2 separate regions of the Mus musculus genome follow, and region 1 is linked to region 2. The links are chromatin contacts, called in public Micro-C maps. All regions are on one chromosome and are shown on one strand. Each heading gives the region's core, a stretch centred on a gene start, on an enhancer-like site or on the middle of the called end of the contact. The rest is flanking DNA. Distances are from core to core; before and after follow the strand shown.

Region 1 (4,578 bases), core at 1,862-4,361, 74 kb before region 2:
GCCTACCCACTCAGGGCTTGGGGGAGGGGATGTTGAAAAGTTTGGCACGTTAAGAACCCCCGCGCGAGAGGGGCGGAAGTCCTCGCCAGAAGCTGAGGATGCGATGCGCGGTTAGTGGGTCCCTTCCATCACGGGAGACTAGACACCGTTTGATGTGTTATGACATGAACCCTCAATTAGATCGCTGAGTCGAAACACTCCAATCAGGGGCCCAATGCTAAGCAAGCCCCGGAAGGTCCAACCCGAGGTCACCGCCGGTGACACATCAAATCAAAATCAGTGAGAGGGAAAGTGAGGTTTTCCCTTTATCAAGCTGGGGCTGCAGCCAGCAATCCAGCCCCTCCTCCGCACGCCCCTCCAGTCCCTCTCTGCACGCCCCCCCCCCCCAAGCTCCTTTACACCCGTAAGGCTTGAGACCAGCATCGCAGCCTTCCAACTATCCCAGCTGCCCTCTTACAGTTTTCTTTCGAACTTGGCGAGCGAGGAGGAGACAGAGCCTTTTAAGCTGCGGTCCTGGTCCCGGTGCTATTGCCGCGTCTCCTTTGACTAGGGATCTCTGGCAGCCCTGTCCTCAACGCATTCTGAGGTTGAAACCACAGTCTATCTGGCTTTACGACCATGGGTGGGAAACAGTGTTCTTCCCCTTTCCCCAAACCTCACCTCGTGCTCCTGCTTGAAGAACCCGCGGGTTCCCAGCGCGGTGCCTGAGCTCTAGGGTGTGTAGGTGCTGCGGTACAAACGAGGGTTGATGGGTGCTGGAGTCTTTGCAAGGTCTGGGGCCCCCAGAGACAGACAGCTTTTCATGCTTTCTGAAATTCCAAAGTCTCCTACCTTGGAAGAGCACACACTGTCCTTTGGTCCTGTGCCAAGGAACTCTCAGGGAGTAGTGAACCAATGAGGGTGTCTGCCTGGGGTAAAATGGGAGAGCCTGCCACTTCCCAGGAAAAGAAAAAAAAAAAAAAACGTACCCATCGCCTGGCAGCCTAGGCCTCTAGGATTTCTTCCCTTAAAGCAGTATTCTCTGACCTTCAGTCACTTCTCCTTTGGTGATGGCACTAGAGATGCCAGGTTAACAGAGAAGTTGCTGGGAGAGACTGCACTGCAGCGCGGTAGGAAGAAGCTGGCGCTGCAGTTAGAGTACCCAGGTCCAAGACCTAGTAGCAGCAATACGAAGAAGCCACGTGTCTTTGTAAAGGTGACTTTATTATTCCTAAAATCGTCATAAAATACAGCGGCGTTAATTTGCTATCGAGACCTTTCAGCAGCTCATAACCCAGCTGACCTCGGATTGTAGCTGAGTACCTGGCTGGGCCAGAACCTTGGCTGCGAAGAAAAGCAGCTTCCAGAAAGCTGGATGCTGGAGATTGAATAGAGCTTGGGGCAGGTGGGGGAGGGGGACATTAGCCTACTCTGGAAAGGTTCAAGGGAACAATTCAGGTAGATAGATGTAGCTGAGCAGACAATTAAGGTAGATAGATGTAGGTGAGCAGTTCCCTCAGCCCAATCCCGGGGACTCTTGAATTTCTGGGTACTTTCCTCTGAACCCGAACCTGTGGGTCTAGGAAGAGAGTCAAAGCTAAGTCTGGGAGTATGGGACGTACCTCTTACCTTCTCTGTACCTTCCTCTCAGCCCTTTGCTATTTCTCTCCTCCTTTCTTGCTTTTTCGGAATTACTTTTCCTCTCTAGGAGCCAGTGGAACTTTCCCCAATCTCTGAAGATTTCTCTGAGATGCTATGATTTCATTGCCCATGCTATGCTGTGGATCAGCGATAATAGCAAGAGGAGGAAGCTCAGAATCCTATAGACGGGAATGCATCCTGTCTGGCACAGGGGATGAGGGTAGGGTCCCGAGATGATCATCGATAGAAGGGTTGCCTGGCTGAGAAAGGTAGATGAGTACCGTCCTGTAGTACAGTAAGCACCAACAACTCCACGCTTTTATCAGTCCCAGTTTCAGCCCACCCCGAAGATGGTGGCTTGAAAACTATCATGTGTGAGACGAGGAAAAATAAAAACGGTGCCACAAGGCACTGGGTGCCCACCTGGCTGATATTTCCCCACACCCTACGCAGGACATCGGGTGAACCCACAGGGCTGCTGGATCTAGGCACTGCCTGACACCGATCCTAGACGGATTGACTACCTTGTGCTGGCTTTTCCTTGAGAGACAGGAGGCTCTCTAAAGCTCTCATGAATGCTCTAGGGCCCGCGACCCTCACAAGCTTTGGAGCCAGGGTCTCTCAGTCCTTTCTCTGACCCTTCTCCCTTTCCCTTCATTTGCTCATCACTTCTTTTCCTCTATGCTTCCTCTGCTAGCTACCAGACCATTGACCGCCGCGATGCTTTCGGCAAAATAGAAAACAGGAAGGAAAAGGAGAGAAAAAAAGTAAGAAAGTAGGGGAGAATTGCAGACTGGAGCAAAAAGCTGCAGCTGCACTCAGAATTGGGGGCTTGAGAAAAGTAAAATAGGGGGGAGGTGTCCAAAATGCGAAGGGAATTCACAAAAGCAGCCTCTTGCCAGAGCCTGGGTAGAGCTCTGGCTGAGGAGCTCCAACTGGAGAGGAGTCGGGCGCTTTCTTTGCCACTTACCCAGTCCTCTGTCTACAAAGCTAGTGATCGTATTAGCTGACTTGGAAGACTGGAAAAAGCTGGCATTGATGCCCAGCTTCTCGGCAATGGAGTAAGTCTTGTAGATTGACAGCATGTACTCGTGAGGCACCACGCGCAGCCCCCTGCCCGGCGGCTCCTGCCCCTGATGTTGTCCGGGCGGCCGCCGCCGGAGGTCCTTCTGCCGCAGCCCGTGCTCCGGGGGCGTCCGGCCCTCGGCACTCTCTTGTGGAGTTCGCTGCATCTTCCCTTCTTTGCGGTTCCCCACGTCTTTGGTGGAGTCCAATTCGGTGGAGGAGGAGGAGGACGAGGAGATGGAAGCCTGCTGGAAACCCGGCAAATCCCAGAGGAAGCTAATGAGGAAGATCGCCCAGAGAAGGACCCTAGGAGTGTCCATGGCGAGCGAGTGGCTAAGTTACTCGGAGAGGCGGCGGCGACAGCAGCGGCTGCGCCGGGCGCGAAAGGCACGGAGCGGCTGGACAGCGGCGGGGGCCGCGCTCCTCCTGCAGACTACGAGTGCGGGGAGCCGGGTAGCAGCTACACAAATCCAGGCCCTGCCACGCCCCCTCCCGCCCCTCGCCGGGAGGTGGGGAGAGGAGGGGAGAGCAGCGCTGCGGGGATAGGGAGGGAGGCGGGTAGTGCGGGCAGGAGGTGTGGGGTGGGGGGCAGCGGTGGGCTGTGGTGGTGGCAAGGTGAGAGCTGGAAGAGCCCCACGGGGTCCGGAGCGCCGACTGGGCGAGCCAGAGGCGAGCGCCTCTGTCCCAGGGTTGGGGAGCCAGAGCCCGCAGGCAGCCGCCTGCGCCGGGGACCGTCAGTCCCCACCAGCTGCTCGAACTTCTCCAGGGACCCGGGGGAGTGGCAGCCGCGGCGGCTGGCTCGGAGCGGGGGTGGGGGTGGGGGGCTGCTGCCGCAGGCTGCGCCCTGGCTCCGGGCAGTGGCACCCTCTCTTTGCCACCCTACCCTCCTAGCGGGCGGTTAGCACCCTCTCACCCCCCCCCCCCCGCGCGCCCACAAGTTTCATCCCTGAGTCCCGGAAGCCAGGCGCAGGGGCCAGTCCTTCACAGCCCCCTTCTCTTGGTAGAATGCTGCTTTCCACAAAGACCCGCGTCAATTCCCGACCTTCGAGGTCAGGCAAAGGCCACCAGTCTTCAGAGTTTGGACCGGTGCTCGGAGCTGCCGCGCTCTCCTGCAGGCCCCAGACTCTCCTCTCGCAGACCTCAATCTCTGGTGTTTGCTCCAGCTGCTTCATTTCTCTTTCGTGGGACCCCACACTTCTCTGGACCCTTAGGGGCTTGACTCCCTCTTCTTCTGCACCCGTACTTCCTTTTTCCTCTTTCCTATTGTCTTCAGGAATTAGTCCTTCCCCCAAATTCCTTCCCATTCCGATTCGATACCTCTCCTCACCCAGTCCCTGCCCCCCAAATATGCTTTTTTTTTTGGCTGTGGCCTCCCAACTCTCTGATCCCCACCCTCTCTCTCCCCCTTTCACCAGACCCCTCCCTGCGCAGCTCTACCCCAATCTGTTTCTCTTCAGCCCAGCCTCGCCCCATCACGAGTTTCCTTTATCTGTCCCCAGATTCCCAGTGTCTTCCCCGCCCACCGCCCCGCGGTTCAGGACGTTGCTAGGTTTGGCGGCGAAGCGTTGCTTCTCTCGCACAGCGCTCTAGACGGAAGTTGTCCAGAGTCTTTACAGGGTACTCACGCACCATCTGTAAACGTCCTCCTGTAAATTACTCCACTTATGGATTTAAAAAAAAAAGGGGGGGGGCAAAAGGCTCAGAGATAAAGGCTTTCCAGGGCCATTCAGCCAAGAGGGCACAGCCACGGATAGACCCAGGAAGCAGTGGTTCCACCATTCTGCTCCTCCTGGTTTGAGCTGTGTCTCTGTGGGTTCTCTCGCCCTGGCCCTCCTGTCTTCATTGGGACCTTGCAGGCGTGAGGATAATTTGGTCCTCTCTCCCCTTCTCTTT
Region 2 (4,710 bases), core at 428-2,927:
CACTGGCCTGGAACTTGCGAAGTAAGTTAGGTTAACTGACCAGTGCACTCAAGGGATCCACCTATCTCTACCTCTCCAAAACAAGAATTAAAAGCACGGAATAGGACTTCAGCCTGCCTCCCCTCCCCCATCTCTCCCTCCCTCCCTCCTTACTTCCCTCCCTCCCTCCCTCCCTCCCTCCCTTCCTTCCTTCCTTCCTTCCTTCCTTCCTTCCTCCCTTTTAGTTTTCTGAGGCAAGCTCTCAGTTAGCTCCCTCTGACTTCTTACTCCCCAGTACAGATTACTACATGGCTTCCTCCAACCTTAGAAATGATCATGTATAAAACTGTTTCCATTGGAGAATTAAATTAGTAAAGGACTGGTGGTGGAACTCAGCTGGTATAGTGCCCGCCTAGCCCTGGGTTCCACCCTCAGCACCACATCAAATGGGCGCGGCGGCAGGACACATCTGCAGCTCCAGCATCCTTAGGGTTGCGGATAAGCATCAGGAACTCAAGGCCATCCTTTATACACAGGTGAGAGTATAAAACCAGCTTGGGCTACACGACCCCAGACTCAAAGATTCGAATATGAAAGGGTTAAAAAAAATCTAAAAACAAACGTGTAGGAGGTAAACTGTAAACATAGTTCGCAGTGATTATGATAACGACTAATATTTACTTAACACTTATAATGTGCTGGGCACTATCGTTCTATTAGCTCCTTCCACATTAGCTGGTCTAAAAGCTTGCTGTGGAAAAGGAAGTAGGTTTGTGGAAGGGAGCCAATCTGTGAAAATCAGGCCTCTATTACAGAATACACACACGGAAGCAGAATGCCTTAAATTTAGTGAGGTTCCTTAAAAATTTGTCAAGTAGATGAAATTAATGAGTTCACAATTTCTTGGAATTGTGAGAAGGGTAACCATACTGTTTTAAAAGGTTATTCCTATTTATACCGCTAGGGGGCATAGTTTAAAAACAAAACAAAACAAAACAGGTTGGGGAATACTACTTGCAGTGAATGCTGTTTTAAGTGTTCTGGCATTCTAGTCCATGACAGATTTTTTTTTTTTTCTAGTGCATACGATAAACAAAAATCTTTCCCACTGCAGCTCCCGCGCATGCTTCATATTCACCAAGGTTAACCTGAAACCTCACTATAAACCCAACTTATCTACCTCCAATCCTGGCAGAAGCTGGAGGAACAGCCCGAGGGCTCGCATGCTAATTGCTCTGATCGCCACCAGCGCTGAAAAGAAATACCAGGGGTAGGATGTACGTAGCTGAGTTCAAGTGCCCCAGAGGTCAGATCGCACAGGTCCACTCCCCTACCTCCTCACCGCCCCAGGCTGTGCAAGGGCGGAGGGGAAGGAGGCCAAACCGCTGTCCTGCCAACGACCCGCTCCTTCCGGCAGAGGTCTCCGTTTCAAACTTCACTCTGGCTGGGCCGGGCACAAACCTTGGTGTGGGCCTGGGCCGCCAGGAATCTTACGCGCCAGATTCAGCTACAGCAGAAGGCGAGCAAGTTGCTGGGGAAATTAAAACCGCCAAAGAGGACTCGGTCACCTAGCAGCAGGCCTGCCCACCTCGTTGGCCTGAGAGTAATGTCCAGACTCTGCGCAGGTCCCTTGAGGATACCCGCGCACGCGCCGCTCACACAGCCCGGGAAGTCACTGTTAAAACCTCTGCGCACTGGACTGAGCCTTTTGCGCGACCGGTTCCAAGAAACACTTTTCGTGACTCGATGGGAAAAAGAGCAAGAAGTTGGGAGACGGAGCAGGGTGTTATTCGGGGTTCTGTTACAAGAAGGAAGTTTTAAGGTACTAATGGAGCCATTGCTCAGAGATAGGTTGCGTAGTAAAAAGATTTTCCATTTGGAAGAAAGGGGTTCTGGGATGGCAGAGGATCGTTACGTCAAATGGTGCAACATTTTAATACAATCTACAGACATTTTCTGCATTCTTTAAATTATCCCTAGATTACTTTTAATGCTGGATATAAGGGAAACACTACACAAATAGTTGTTATGCTGCATTATTTTTGGAAATAACAAAGAAAGACTGTACATACATACACTCCTCAGAAATCTGTGAGGGATCAAATCTGTAGATATGGAATCTTCAAGTTCAGGAAAGTGGCTTCCCTTTCTCCACCTAAGGAGCTACATAAAACCGTATTAGTGGTGTTAGGTCAGATACCCTTTAAAAATATCGCATGCCTATGGTCCTAACATTCAGTACGCTGACGCGGAAGGATCCATGCTGGAGCCGTTCAGGTAGTGAGTCTGACAGCATCCCGGGTTACTCAGCAAGACCTCACCTAAAACAAAACAAATATATATGAGAGCAAGTACCTAGACTGTACACTTTCAAAGTCTCAACCACTGCAGGTGAAGTATGAAGACAGAAAAATATGGACAGAAAACGGGTAAACTGATATGTTTTCTGCTGAGTTTGACCATGACTCAGCAGTGTCTCTACCCTGCTGTCTTTCAGTCTTGAGACCCAGTATAACAGAACTGTCTCCTTATGAATTCAAAGTTCCTAATGAATGATTCACAATTTGAATTCAAAATTCAAAATAAATATTACTTAACAGCGTCTTCACAGATTAATCACACACACACACACACTGTGTGTGTGTGTGTGTGTGTGTGTGTGTGTGTGTGTGTGTGTGTGTGTGATTCTAGGAAAAGAGTCAGGCTCTGGAGATTCCCCCCAGACAGAAACTGAGGACCAGGTAACCAGCCAGGTGGCAGAACATAGAATAAAATAAATGAGTAATTAAGGTAAGAGCTAGTTGGAGAATAGAGCCAAAGCTATTGACCTCAAAATTTATTCATATATAGAAATCTCAGAGTCACTTTTTCGGGGGAATTTATGTGCCGGCAGGAAAGAAGCAGTTTCAGATAGCCATGGTTAAACTTGACGGATCAAAAAAAACATAACAAATGACACAGATGTGGGGACAGGATTTGTCGAGGGTGATTCACAAGAGTGGGAGGAAAAGACTGGGTAGTGAAAGCAATCAGAATGTTTTATACATAGTATGAAATGCTCAAAAACAAATGTAATAGAAGTTATAAAAGCTGCTTTGAGAGATAATTGAAATAGTTCTAATAAATCTGTCCAGACACCATGTAGAAACACATACATTTAAGTTCGTTTACTTATTAGTGTGATTGTATTTAAAAGTCTGCCATGATCAATGAAGGAAAATATTAAGAACAATCATTTCTGAAAGCAGAGCATCTTTTTCAGATCATGGGATGTAGTGGATTCTAGCACCTCTGTGCTTCCCTGTCAACTAAGACTTCTCCTCCTTAGCCCTGAGGGCTTCTGGAGTTCAGCCCACTCTCCTCATCCAGCGTCCAGACCCCCACCAATTTACTATGCTCCTGCAGTAGTGTTCTAGAAAAAAACTTTCACCATTTGCTAACAGATTATCTTTGCTGGTGGCATTTATTAGCTCACCCTAATACAGATATTGATTCTGAAGTGAGTTGCAGGTAATCTGATTCCAAGAAAGGAAGAGAAATTGAACTATCTAAAATAAAAATAAAGTACAAGATAGTGAAAGGACATCATAAAGTAGATATAGAAACTAATTGAAATATTAATCTATGGCTACCTGTATTGTCTTGTTTCTCTAGAGTGACAAAACTTAAGATATATATATATATATATATATATATATATATATATATATATGTATGTATATGTGTGTGTATGTATATTATACACATATATGATTTGTGATTTATGAAAATGACTTACAGGATGTGGTCCAACTAATCCAAGAGTGGATGGCTGGATGGCTATGAATTGAAAGTCCAAGAATCCAGTAGTTGCTCAGTCCTTAAGGCTGGATGTCTCCGCTGGTTTTCAGTATACACTGCAATCCTGAAGAAGTAGGCTCTAATGCCAGTGAAGGAATGGGCTTACCAAAAGACCAGAGCAAGCAGACAAAGAGCAAAAACTTCCTTCTCCCATGTTCTTATACAGGCTTCCAGAAAAAGGCATGGGCTGGATTAGGTATAGATTAAATATCTGGGTTAAAAGTATATCTTCCTATCTCAAAGATCTGGATTAGAAGTAGATCTTCTGTACTGGCTGGTTTTGGGTCAACTTGACACAGCTGGAGTTATCACAGAGAAAGGAGCTTCAGTTGAGGAAATGCCTCCATGAGATCCAACTGTAAGGCATTTTCTCAATTAGTGATCAAGGGGGAAAGGCCCCTTGTGGGTGGGGCCATCTCTGGGCTGGTAGTCTTGGGTTCTGTAAGAGAGCAGGCTGAGCAAGCCAGGGGAGGCAAGCCAGTAAAGAACATCCCTCCATGGCCTCTGCATCAGCTCCTGCTTCCTGACCTGCTTGAGTTCCAGTCCTGACTTCCTTTGGTGATGAACAGCAGTATGGAAGTGTAAGCTGAATAAACCCTTTCCTCCCCAATTTGCTTCTTGGTCAGGATGTTTGTGCAGGAATAGAAACCCTGACTAAGACATCTTCCCACTTCAAAATAGTCAGGAATCCCTCACAGGTGTGCCCTCTATTTTGTGGATTTAGTTACTCCCCACTGTAGTCACATTGACAACCAAGAATAGCCATCACAATTCCACCCCTTACAACTTGACACACAATCATGTATCCCTATATCATCACTAATTTCCAAGTGAAAACAATAAACAAACCATAATAATACCTAAACATATTATTACTATCACATACAATCA

What was found. Hi-C and Micro-C count contacts between places; a contact is called where the count stands out from the background.
Region 1: a contact with region 2 is called in a Micro-C map of muscle stem cells, with 4 times the contacts expected there. The contact joins the promoter of Gdf6 here to the promoter of 4930412C18Rik in region 2. A contact is called at or near these places in 3 of 484 Hi-C or Micro-C datasets (embryonic stem cells and muscle stem cells) and 1 of 115 datasets of contacts at active chromatin or transcription factors (embryonic stem cells).

What each region holds. Positions count from the first base shown.
Region 1 is chr4:9,842,905-9,847,482 of GRCm38.p6, reverse strand. It overlaps Gdf6 (growth differentiation factor 6), which reads right to left and starts at 3,111. Exons shown (of 2, transcript NM_013526.1): 1 at 2,591-3,111. The coding sequence starts at 3,005.
Region 2 is chr4:9,767,552-9,772,261 of GRCm38.p6, reverse strand. It overlaps 4930412C18Rik (RIKEN cDNA 4930412C18 gene), which reads right to left and starts at 1,677. Exons shown (of 4, transcript NR_030693.1): 1 at 1,568-1,677.